3 separate regions of the Mus musculus genome follow, and regions 1 and 2 are each linked to region 3. Evidence: chromatin contacts called from public promoter capture Hi-C data. All regions are on one chromosome and are shown on one strand. Each heading gives the region's core, a stretch centred on a gene start, on an enhancer-like site or on the middle of the called end of the contact. The rest is flanking DNA. Distances are from core to core; before and after follow the strand shown. Region 1 holds the start of Tmed6 (transmembrane p24 trafficking protein 6). Region 2 holds the start of Cyb5b (cytochrome b5 type B). Region 3 overlaps Ap1g1 (adaptor protein complex AP-1, gamma 1 subunit).

The links. Promoter capture Hi-C pulls out the DNA fragments that hold promoters and counts their contacts.
Region 1: a contact with region 3 is called in a promoter capture Hi-C map of liver, with 4 times the contacts expected there. The contact joins the promoter of Tmed6 here to the enhancer-like site in region 3. A contact is called at or near these places in 4 of 39 promoter capture datasets (the C10 cell line, hippocampal neurons, liver and 1 more), 3 of 115 datasets of contacts at active chromatin or transcription factors (embryonic forebrain, embryonic midbrain and large pre-B cells) and 1 of 9 other capture datasets (adipose tissue).
Region 2: a promoter capture Hi-C map of liver shows a contact between it and region 3, with 2.8 times the contacts expected there. The contact joins the promoter of Cyb5b here to the enhancer-like site in region 3. A contact is called at or near these places in 5 of 39 promoter capture datasets (the 3T3-L1 cell line, the C10 cell line, hippocampal neurons and 2 more) and 1 of 115 datasets of contacts at active chromatin or transcription factors (large pre-B cells).

Annotation. Positions count from the first base shown.
Region 1 is chr8:107,064,048-107,067,946 of GRCm38.p6, forward strand. It overlaps Tmed6 (transmembrane p24 trafficking protein 6), which reads right to left and starts at 1,597. Exons shown (of 4, transcript NM_025458.2): 1 at 1,352-1,597; 2 at 27-153. The coding sequence starts at 1,564.
Region 2 is chr8:107,148,002-107,152,087 of GRCm38.p6, forward strand. It overlaps Cyb5b (cytochrome b5 type B), which reads left to right and starts at 2,660. Exons shown (of 5, transcript NM_025558.5): 1 at 2,660-2,872. The coding sequence starts at 2,711.
Region 3 is chr8:109,798,534-109,802,748 of GRCm38.p6, forward strand. All of the region lies in intron 1 of Ap1g1 (adaptor protein complex AP-1, gamma 1 subunit), which reads left to right. Among named protein-coding and RNA genes, the nearest start is that of Ap1g1, 22 kb to the left of the region's middle. Within about 2 kb of position 2,043, at least 46 of the 459 cell types and tissues checked have an H3K27ac peak or open chromatin away from gene starts, as enhancers often do. A contact at or near this core is called in liver, where this site is marked.

The DNA of each region.
Region 1 (3,899 bases), core at 347-2,846, 2.7 Mb before region 3:
TTGTAGCTTTGGAGATGAATACATACCTGTTTCTTGTGTAGCAAAGTTAATCTGGCCCCTTACATCCTGGGAAGTGTCAATAAGGAAACCCTGCGGGGTATGTGCCGTGGCAACAATGTGGCGGTCATGTGACATCCCGAGAATGCGCTGAACCTGCCATCACCGGTAAAAGAGAGAGAGAGAGAGAGAGAGAGAGAGAGAGAGAGATCCTTACTACATCACTCAAAAACCAGCAAGGTGCCAGGCAGTGGTAGCGCACGCCTTTAATCCCATAATTCCAGCCCTTGGGAGGCAGAGGCAGGAGGATTTCTGAGTTTGAGACCAGCCTGGTCTACAGAAAGAACAAACAAACAAACAAACAAAACAAACCAGCAAGGACTGATGCTGTATCTTGTTTGAGGCCAGTGCCTGGGCTACATGAGATCCTGTCTCCCCAAGAGCCCCCACAACCTAAAAACAAAAAACCAACAAAAAAACCAAAGTTACCTCTAACTTTAATATTAAGGTCCTTGGTGGCCTAAGCCCCTTTGGGTGTACTTGCCCAAGGGATAGGCACCTTCCAAAGAGGAACAGAATTGTCTGGGTGCATAGACAAAGCTTTGAGCCGGTTATTCTACAGGTTGTTAGGATTAGCACATGCAGGAGGTCTGACCTTATCTCACCCCATGAACTCAAGTGATTTCACTTAAAATCTATTATGGGACCCTTTTCTGTCTCTCTCTTGTTTCTTCTTTCTTTTTCTTTTTTTCTGTTTTTTTTTTCTTTTTTTTTTTTTTTTCTTTCAAGACAGGGTTTTTCTGTATAGCCCTGGCTGTCCTGGAACTCACTTTGTAGACCAGACTGGCCTCGAACTCAGAAATCTGCCTGCCTCTGCCTCCCAAGGGCTGGGACTAAAGGTGTGTGCCACCACTGCCAGGCTCGTTTCTTCTTTATTGACAAGTTTCTCTGTGTAGCCCTGACTGTCCTGGAACTCACTCTGTAGACCAAGCTGACCTTGAATTTAGAGATCCCCCTGCCTCTGCTTCCTGAGTTCTGGGATTAAAGGTGTGTGCCCCACAATTATGTGACTATTTTAGCACGTGTTGTCTTTCCTCATATCCGAGGAAAGCTAAAGGTTGCCTCTCTTGTCCATTGGATTGGAACACACTTCTGTAGCTTCCAGTTCTAGACCAAGCCATATGCTTTAGCTCCCGTTGCTGGCTGTTCATCCAAGTCTCACCCAGAGTTGCTCTCTAACTGAAGGTCCACTTGATTCACAAGTGGCAGCCACAGCCTCATAGAGAACCAGACCTTGGCTTCATCAAAAGCCTGGCTCACTTTATAAAAGGTATGGCCAGAGGCCTCCACGCACCTCGTAGCTGAAGTAGAGGTATCCCATCTGGTCAGCAAATTGCCAGAAACATTCGATGGCTCCTGGAGAGACCACGATGGCAAAGTCATTCCGATCAGCTCCACGGAAGAGTGGCTGGTCCTTGGAGCCGTGTAGGGGATCTGTCTCCTGGCTCTTAACAGAAGTCACGAGGCTCAGAACTACCAGCTCAGCCACGAGGAGCAAAGGGAACATGCTGCCTTCTGTGGGTTCTTCTGCAGGTGAGCTGCTCACAATCCCGTGGAAAGGAAGTCAGCCAAGCAGCCAGCTAATCATTAACCCCACACGCCACACTTAGGACCAGTTTCAGAGCCATTGTAGATCTTCTGTAATACAGGTGCCATGCACCACAATGCCCCCCCCCCCCTCCGTTGGTGCAGTGCAGGGTCTCCTATGTAACCACACTGTTCTTTAAATATTTCTTTCATGTATACTGGTGCTTTGTCTATGTGTACACCTGCATGCCAGAAGAGGGCATCGAACCCCATGGGACTACAGTTATAGAGGGTTGTGAGGCGCCATGTGGGTTCAATTCCCAGCACCCAGGACCTCCAGAAGAGCAGCCAGTGCTCTTAACCACTGAGCCTCTCTCCAGGCTGGTCTTGAACTCAGAAATCTGCCTGCCTCTGGGTGCTGAGATCAAAGACATTGCCCACCACACCCAGCTACATAAACATTTTAGTGTACGAAGAAGTAGTGCCGGCTGCTTTTATGTCAACTTGATACAAGCTATACTCATCTGAGATGAGGGAGCCTCATTTGAGAAAACGCCTCCATAAAATCAGGCTCCAGGCAAGCCCGTAGGGAATTGATGGGGTTAGTGATTGATGGGGGAGGGCCCACTGCGCTGTGGGTGGGGCCACTCACAGGCTGCTGGTCCACCCACTGCGCTGTGGGTGGGGCCACTCACAGGCTGCTGGTCCTGGTCTCTATAAGAAGACAGAGCAAGAACTGGAGAAAGGGCTCATAAACAGCAGCAGTGCTCCACATCCTCTGCATCAGCTCCTTCCTGCAGGTCCACGTCCTGCATTGAGTTCGTGTCCTGGCTTCCTTCATTGATGAGCTGTGATGTGGAAGCCGAAGCCAAATTAAACCCTTTCCTCCCCAAGGAGCTTTTGGTCATGGTGTTTATCACAGCGGTAGAAACCCAAGCTAAGGGTGAACAAGGTGGTCCACCCCTCCTCTGACTCTCTCCTGCCTGATTGGAAAGCTCTGGAGTTTCTCCAAACCCTGAGACCTTCCATCTCTTCTTCTACTCGTGACTTCTTTGGCACCCACAGAGAGGGAAAAACTATCCAAAATCCTCTATAAAACCATTATATATTCCTGGTCCCATGGGAATAGTTGGCGAAGCTGGAGTCCTCACGTTCTAAGACGGTTTCTCAAGTTGTTGGTTTACAAACTCTAACTCCTGTAACTGTGTGTGAGTGTGTAGCAGGTAAAATAGGATTTCACAGTGTAGACCCAAGCCGGGTCAGCATTAGCCCAAGAGGCTAACATTTTTATTTCAGGAAGTCTATGACGGTCTGGGTAATAAATGCTGCTGGCAGTCTCAGGTACTTGATGCTTGGTCTCCAGTTGGTGGTACTGTTTGCTTAGTTGGTGGTACTGTTTAGTTGGTGGTACTGTTTGTTTAGTTGGTGGTACTGTTTAGTTGGTGGTACTGCTTAGTTGGTGGTACTGCTTAGTTGGTGGTACTGTTTAGTTGGTGGTACTGTTTGTTTAGTTGGTGGTACTGTTTAGTTGGTGGTACTGCTTAGTTGGTGGTACTGCTTAGTTGGTGGTACTGTTTGTTTAGTTGGTGGTACTGCTTAGTTGGTGGTACTGTTTAGTTGGTGGTACTGTTTAGTTGGTGGTACTGCTTAGTTGGTGGTACTGCTTAGTTGGTGGTACTGTTTGTTTAGTTGGTGGTACTGCTTAGTTGGTGGTACTGTTTAGTTGGTGGTACTGTTTAGTTGGTGGTACTGTTTGTTTAGTTGGTGGTACTGTTTAGTTGGTGGTACTGTTTAGTTGGTGGTACTGCTTAGTTGGTGGTACTGCTTAGTTGGTGGTACTGCTTAGTTGGTGGTACTGTTTGTTTAGTTGGTGGTACTGCTTAGTTGGTGGTACTGTTTAGTTGGTGGTACTGTTTAGTTGGTGGTACTGTTTGTTTAGTTGGTGGGACTGCTTAGTTGGTGGTACTGCTTAGTTGGTGGTACTGTTTAGTTGGTGGTACTGTTTAGTTGGTGGTACTGTTTGTTTAGTTGGTGGTACTGTTTAGTTGGTGGTACTGTTTAGTTGGTGGTACTGCTTAGTTGGTGGTACTGCTTAGTTGGTGGTACTGTTTGGATAGGTTTAGAAAGTATAGCCTTGCTGGAGGAAGTATGTCACAAGGGATGGGCCTCTCCTAGTTTCTCTGTGAATTTTAGTTAATTGACTTTTTTGATACTGGAATTCACTCTATCCTGGAACTCACTCTGTAGATCAGGCTGGCCTCTGCCTCTGCCTCTGCCTCCCACGTGCTGGGATTAAAGATGTGGGCTACTATGCC
Region 2 (4,086 bases), core at 1,410-3,909, 2.6 Mb before region 3:
ATACGCACACACATGTACATGCACATTCACATGTATACACACAGAGGCGGGGCCACACGTAGTGTGTGCCTGTTTATGAGTCTATCTTTTTATTTCTTTTGGAGGAGAACTGGTTTCTTTGGATTTTTTTTCCTTTGTTTTGAGCCCAACAACAACAACAACAACAACAACAACACACACACACACACACACATTAGGGGCCAGAGAAATGGCTCAGCTTATAAAAATGCTAAAGCTTGATGCTTTGAGTTTGATCTTTGGATTTTACATGGTAGAAGGAGAGAACTGACCACTACAGGTTCTCCTCTGACCTCTATAGGGACCCCTCCCCACCCCCATAAGCAAGTCAATGTACTTTTTTTTTAATTAGGTATTTTCCTCATTTACATTTTCAATGCTATCCCAAAGGTCCCCCATACCCCCCCAATCCCCTACCCACCCACTCCCCCTTTTTGGCCCTGGCATTCCCATGTACTGGGGCATATAAAGTTTGCAAGTCCAATGGGCCTCTCTTTGCAGTGATGGCCGACTAGGCCATCTTTTGATACATATGCAGCTAAAGACAAGAGCTCCCGGGTACTGGTTAGTTCATATTGTTGTTCCACCTATAGGGTTGCAGTTCCCTTTAGCTCCTTGGGTACTTTCTCTAGCTCCTCCATTAGGGGCCGTAAATGTACTTTTTAAAGGTGGAGCTGATGCAGATTTTCCATAAGCCCTAAATTCAACCACGTATAACTTTCTGGATTTTTTTTTTGGAAATCTTACTGCCTCACAAATTTTATAATAGGGTCTGTGGGAGAATGGCGATACAAGAAGCAAGCTCTTTGCTCTGTGTTTCATTTTCACTGTTTTGTAGGGATATGCAGTTTACAAATCTGTGTGCTCACTCCTACATGCACAAGGAAGCTGGAGGAGTGGTCACGTGTCTTCATCTGTCATTCCTCTTCAGGTTCCCTGAAAGAAAGTCTCTCCCTGAACTTGGGGCTTGCTGTTTTCAGCTCTACCAGATGGCCAGCAAGCTCTCAGGAGCTGCCTTCCTCCACCACCACCCCAGAACTAGAATTACAGGCATAGGAAGGCCTGCCGGGCTTTTACTGCCGAGGGAGGGAATGGTTAAGTCGTCACTTTTGCTCAGCAAGTGCTCTGAGTCTCTACTGTGGTGCCTTTCCCCTGTGCTGGCTGGTTTTGTGTGTCAATTTGATGCAGGCTGGAGTTATCACAGAGAAAGGAGCTTCAGTTGGGGAAATGCCTCCATGAGATCCGGCTGTAAGGCATTTTCTCAATTAGTGATCAAGTGGAGAGGGCCCATTGTGGGTGGTGCCATCCCTGGGCTGGTAGTTGTGGTTCTATAAAAGTGCAGGCTGAGCAAGCCAGGGGAAGCAAGCCTATAAAGAACATCCCTCCATGGCCTCTGCATCAGCTCCTGCTTCCTAACCTGCTTGAGTTCCAGTCCTGACTTCCTTGGTGATGAACAGCAATGTGGAAGTGTAAGCTGAATAAACCCTTTCCTCCCCAACTTGCTTCATGGTCATGATGTTTGTGCATAGAATAGAAACCCTGACTAAGACAATGGCTTATAACCTGCAAGCATAATAAACCTTCTACTTCTCCAGCTGGTTTTGGTCAGTATTTATGAGAGCCATCAGAGCAAACTACAGTACATAGTTTGTGTAATTAGGAACTTAGGTTATGGAAAGTAGACATGGTGGTGTCCTTTTAAGCCAGCACATGGGAGGCAGAGGCCTCTGAGTTCCAGGACAACCAGGCTTACATACTGATACATTTCTAAACAAACAAACAAACAATAAAATATTAGTGAAAGAGGTTGCAAATAGTTTACAGAGTCATGAGTGCTAGGTTGTGAAGTAACACCGTGAAACATTTTAGGATGATCAGCCTCTTAGTTTTCACCGCAATTAAAGAGAAAGGCTCGCAACCTTGCACATTAACTTAGAATTCCAAATTACCTAGACTTTTAGCAAGGGTCATTTGAAGTAAATCCTATTTTAGGCCATTTAGAAACTAAAACAGTGTAGATGAGCCCTGATCACTGAAGAATTCAGTTAGAGATTGTTTTGTCAGTAGTGGAAGAAACTTAGGACATCTACCCTTGCCCCAACTGCTGTCCTAAGGCCTTGTACCTAAGAGCCATGGAGTCCAACGCCACTTGTGATTTACACAGTGGATTGCTGGGCTCACGCCTCTCTTAGCACACTCTCTTTAACACACATCCCAAACCTCTGGGCAAGGAAGGTAGAGGTCACCACACCCATTTTAATTGTTGAGCCTTTTGGAGCCTAAAGGGAACCAGTCTGGGGGACAGCAAAGCTTGTAACCCCGGGGGCTGCAATTCTGGATGGGAAGATCAAGGGAAAATGCGGGTCCGTTCATTCGGGGACCCAGGGTGGCAGGAAGGGAAAAGAGACGCTGGAAACCGGCTCTTTTCTTTTAGGGCCGGGCCTGCCCATGGGCCGAGCAGAGAGAATGCTCTCCTGTGGTGACACTTGTCACCCGGCCACGTTTAGGCGCTGGTCCAAAATCACGATATCTGATTGGCAAGGTTGGAGGGGCTGGTCGACGCCGATTGGCCAGTCGGACGTCGGACCAGGTTTACCCGGTTACGGAAGCCGAGGAGGACCCAGCGCGGGCCGGCAAGTCAAGGAAGTTAGCGGTGGAAGCCCAGATAGCGGCGGAGAGGGCTTCGGATCCCATGGCGACCCCGGAGGCCAGCGGCAGTGGCGAGAAGGTCGAGGGCTCCGAGCCCTCCGTCACCTACTACCGGCTGGAGGAGGTGGCGAAGCGAAACTCGGCGGAAGAGACGTGGATGGTGATCCACGGGCGAGTCTACGATATCACCCGCTTCCTCAGCGAGGTGCGGGCCGGGGAGGCGGGAGGCCTCCGCGCGCTGCCGGGGTGGGGGTGGGGAGAGGCCACGCGTGGCTGTCCGGCGCCCGGAAGGAACCGTGACCCTCGGAGGGGCTGCAGTCTCAGCCTCGACTGACAACGTGCGTTTCTCAATGCATGGAGCACTTGCAGGATGCTAGATCACACGCCAGGCCATCAACCCGTTTCCCATAAAGAGAAACTGAGGCTCACGGAGGCCGGGAGCTCTCAAGGGCACACACTTAACGACCTAATCGAGCCCAGTTCAGAACTGCTCCTTTCCAGGAAGTATGCCTTAGAAAGCAGTGCTTTGGGGGGCTTTTATTTTCTAGAGGAGAAGGCAGTTTTTTTAAAAAGTAAAAACAATTAAATTTTGTATGTGGGGGGGGTGGGGGTGGGGGTGGGGGCATCTGCATCTGCGTTTGGTGCCAGAGGTCAGAACCCCAGGAGCTGGATAAGAGGAGGTTGTGAGCCTCCTGATGTGGGTGTTGGGTACTGGATCTTCCGAGAAAACAGAACATGTGCACATGTGCTCTTATCCAGTGAGCTGAGATTCCTCCCACCCCTGTTCCTGGTTAGGCAGTAGAGTGTGTGGGGTGTGTGTGTGTGTGTGTGTGTGTCCGTGGAACTTTTATGTAGAGCAGGCTGGCTTCGAACTCAGGGATCCTTCTGCCTCTGCCTTCTGAACGCTGGGGTTAAATGTGTGGGCCACCAACACCTGGCTTTCAACCCTTTTGTTAGTGCTTCAAATCAAATCTTATTACTCAAGATCTCTTTGAGACTGTTGGGCCACAGATAATTTTCCTCTTTGTGACAGGGCGTTTTTCAGCTTATTACATAGTCTCTGTAGACCTTGAACTTCTAATCTTCCTGTATATGCCTTTCTAGGGATCAGATCGCTCATGCTTATTAGGCAAACACTGTCAACTATATTACACCTCTAGCTGGGGTTTGACAAGTGTATTTGACCATGTAGTCACTACAGTAAGGAAAAAGAACATTTCACCCCACTAAGATGTTACTCTCTTGTTCCTTTGCTGACTGTCAATCTTTTTTTTTTTTTTTTTCCAAGACAGGGTTTCTCTGTGTAGCCCTGGCTGTCCTGGAACTCACTCTGTAGACCAGGCTGGCCTCAAACTCAGAAATTTGCCTGCCTCTGCCTCCCAAGTGCTGGGATTAAAGGCGCCACCACTGCCCAGCCTA
Region 3 (4,215 bases), core at 793-3,292:
GCTTTACTGCCTTTCTAGTGCTGGGATTGCAGGTGTGTTCTGGGGTTTCTCTTCCCCCCTTTTCTTTTTTCTTTTAATTGAATTTATTTCTATTCTTTGTTTTAAAATTATGTTTTACTATTTATTTTGTGTGAGTGTTTGTGTGTGTGTGTGTGTATGCATGCTCGCACAAGAGCTGATTATCTTTAGCCACTTGAATTCCAGGGATCAGCTCAAGCTTGGCAGCCATCATCCAACCCCTCACTGCTTTAAACAAATAAATCAAAATAAAAAGAATAGATTATGTTTTTAAAAACTTTGTCCAATTTTATTTATGTATGGTGGGGGAGTGTGCTCAGGTGTGTGTGTAGAGTGGCCTTGTGTGTCATGTTTGTGTAAGTGGAGCTCAGAGTCTATTTTCTTTCTACCATAGGGGTTCCCAGGGTTGAACTCAGGTCATCAGGTGTGGTGGCAATGCCTTTACCAGATGAGACATTTCACTGGCTTTTTACCCAATTTTTCCCCCACCTGAGTTTAACTTTTGTTCTCAATCTGAGCCTGTTAATATTATGGTATATAAAGATATCAACTAATGTAGTAAGTTGTAACAACTCAGGAGAAAAAAAATGTTGCTTTTCTGTAAGCTGTAGATAGCCTAGTATAGGGGAAACTTCAACACCATAGGAGTGAGTCAAATAGGTAACTAATTAATTCTCTGTTCTTATACATGATATATTTAGCATCCATGACCGGAAATTTGTTCCATAAAAACCTATTGGCATTTAAATTGTACTTTGCTCTGGCTTCTAGTTCTCTGTCCGGGTCTTGTAACTCTAGTAACTGTTTCTCTCACACTTTTCTTTCACCAGCCAAGGACTTCTTTCTTCACTGGCTTTTTATGGTCAGTCTCTTAGATGGACTCACTGCAGGGATACCCCAACTTCCTTATTATCTGAGACCTATTCCAGGAAGACATCAGATTCATTTATTGCTTCAGTTCTCTAAAGACAGGGTAAACCAAAGATATTAACAGGAGAGAGCAACTGAACGGGCAGTTGAAGTCAGGGACAGTGGAAGCAGTAGTTCACACGTGTCCCTGGTTCTCTGGCTAGAAATAGCAGAAGAGAGCTCTGATTTCCTGTCTCTTCTTAAGTATCCCTGCCTGGATCCTATCTGTGAGGGAAGGGGCTAAACCTTCGGCCTAGATATTAATACCTTCTGCCGTGAAAAGCTTTGGAACCAGATTTCTAGATTGTCATGTAGAGATGAGTTATATCCCTCAACTTTAGTTCATTTCCTAAACATTTTTAGGGTTACATCTTAATAGGTGGGAATGTTACATTTCCCTTGAGAATGTCTGGTCCCTTAACAATTAACTGGAGTGGGCAAGTCAGTCACTGAGTACCTGCTTTAAGCTATGCTTAAGTAGTAGGAGATATATAAGTATCCTCACAATAAGATACTTTTCCTCCCCAGAATTCTTGCCCTCTGCACTCACGCTAGAGCCCTCATGAAGTTCTGCTGAGTTTGGCCCTTCGCCTTTTCTTTTTGTCTTTTGGGTATTAGCCTGAGCCCAAGTGTGACTGACTCTCTGCTTTAGGCCTTGTATTGTTTCTCTGCAGCTCTCCTCCTGGTCACCATGCTGCTCATCTGTCATGTGACTTATCTCCATGCTGACCTAACTCAATCAACATGTTTTTTGTCTCTTTTCTCTCTCCTCCAGGCTGCTGTCAAGATTTACAGCTTGCCTTCTGGAGTTTTTCTTCAAACTCTATTAATAAATTGTCCTGGAGCTTAAAAATAAAAAATCATGCTGGTGGCATGGACTTTATTTCTGTGATTTTGTGACTGATTACCTAGCTTAAGGTCTTGATTTTTTTTTTCCAAGTTAGATTATGTACATGCTCTTGGACTAGATTTAAGCTTTTCTAACAGTCTTTGTTTGCTTTGTAGAGCTATTGCGTGCTTGTGGGGAAACACTTTTCTAGCAGAGAGCTTCCCTGCTCTTATAGGTGCTGGGGCTAACCAGGGCGTTAGTGCATGCTAGGCAAGCTCTCTACCACTCAGCTCTACTCCTGTTCTTTCCAGTAGTGTTTGTGCTTGACCTTTGAGAGTATCTAGCCTTGAACCTGTACTGATCCTCAACTTTAGCTTCCCTAGTGCTGGAATTCCAGGCTGAGCCACCATGCTTTGCTAGGTAACTTTTCTCCATGAATTGAGTTTTAAGTAAAAGCTTACTTTTTGAACATAGTCTGGGCTTTGGGTAGTCACCGTTCTTGATCAAAATAGTGGCTGTGTTCTCACATGCATTTTGCATTTTTTCTGTTATATACTACATATGCAGCATACCAGTTTGCTTACAAATGTTTTATCCTGAAGCCTGTGTTTATAGTTTATTATTAAAGAAATGACTCTTTAAATAGATTAACTATTAAGCATCTTAATGTCAGTGAGAAATTGTTTAATGCCTTGCTTATTGAAATTTTACTATTTCTTTCTCTCCCTTTCTTCCCTCTCTTCCCTTCCTGTCTTTCTTCCAACCTTCCTTCTGTTCTTCTGTCTCTGATAGGGTCTCAGGTATTTTTTAAAGATTTATTTATTTATTTTATGTATATGAGTACATGTACATCTGGTTGTGAGCCTTCATATGGTTGTTGGGAATTGAATTTTTAGGACCTCTGCTTGATCCAGTTGCTCTGGTTGCCCCACTTGCTCAGGTCAACTCCGCTTACTCAGTCTCCCTGCTCACTCAGGCCCAAAGATTTATTCATTAAGTACACTGTAGCTGTCTTCAGACGCGTCAGAAGAGGGCGTCAGATCTCATTATGGGTGGTTGTGAGCCACCATGTGGTTGCTGGCATTTGAACTCAGGACCTTCCGAAGAGCAGTCAGTGCTCTTACCCGCTGAGCCAATTTGCCAGCCCGGGTCTCAGGTATTCTAAGCCGGCTTTTAACTCCTGACTCTTCATCCTCATCCCTGAGTGCTTGGATTATAGGTGTCTACTACCATGCATGATTTAGGCAGTGCTGGGGAATTGAACCCAAGCCTTCTGCATGCTAGACAAGCACTCTGCCAACTCCACCACACCCTTACCTGGAAGCTTTGGGATTTGCTAAAAGCTTTTGATTATGAAAATGTCATGTGGGCTGGTGAGATGGCTCAGTGGGTTAGAGCACCCGACTGCTCTTCCGATGGTCCAGAGTTCAAATCCCAGCAACCACATGGTGGCTCACAACCATCCGTAACAAGATCTGACTCCCTCTTCTGGAGTGTCTGAAGACAGCTACAGTGTACTTACATATAATAAATAAATAAATCTTTAAAAAAAAAAAAAAAAGAAAATGTCATGTACACAAAACCAGATCACTGAACATTCATGTATTCTTCAATGATCACATTTTGCCCCCACCTCCTGCCGCCCCCTTTTTCTTCTAACTTCTGTCTCCCCAGATTTGGGATTTTTTTTTTTTCCTTTTTGTTTGTTCTGTTACTTCTTTTTCTGGAGTACTTTAAAACAAATCCTAGTAGATGTGTCATTTTATCTGTGAGTGTAATTTTGAGGTATTGACCTGTCACCTTGTGCTCTTGAGCAAATTGCTGAGTTTTTTTAAAAGTAAATTTCTTTATAGGCAAGATGGGGATCATGATCTCTACCTTACTCACAGTGTGACCCGAGGAGGGCTGGGGATGTAATTTACTTAGTAGTAGAAAGCTTGCCTAGCATGCATAGACCTGGGTTTTATTTCTAGCAACACATAAGCTAGGCATAGTGGTGCATACCATTCAACCCCAACACTCCTGAGGCAGAAACAGGAGTATCAAGTTTAGTAGCAATTTCAGGCCAATATGAATAACAAAATGCTGACTCAAAACCAAAGAAAGAACAGAACAAATGATATAATAAATATAAAAATATTTTGTAAGTTTAGATCCTTGACTATTTGTCATAAAATGTAACCATAATACACAGGTAGTATGGATGTGGGGTGTACTCTTTGTGACCCCATGGCAAGCTGATTGTTGATCTGCACGAGGCAAGAACATGACTCAGTAACTGGTAGTGGTTCAACTTCTATTGTCTGACACTGACTTAGAGTTTACTATGTTGGCCTTGAGCTCCTGGTAATTTACCTACTTCTGCATCTCTAATGTTGGGATTACAGGAATGAACTAGCACACCTGAAAAACATAGATGTTCTATGTCCTGTCTTGATTTCTTTAGTAGTTAACACTTT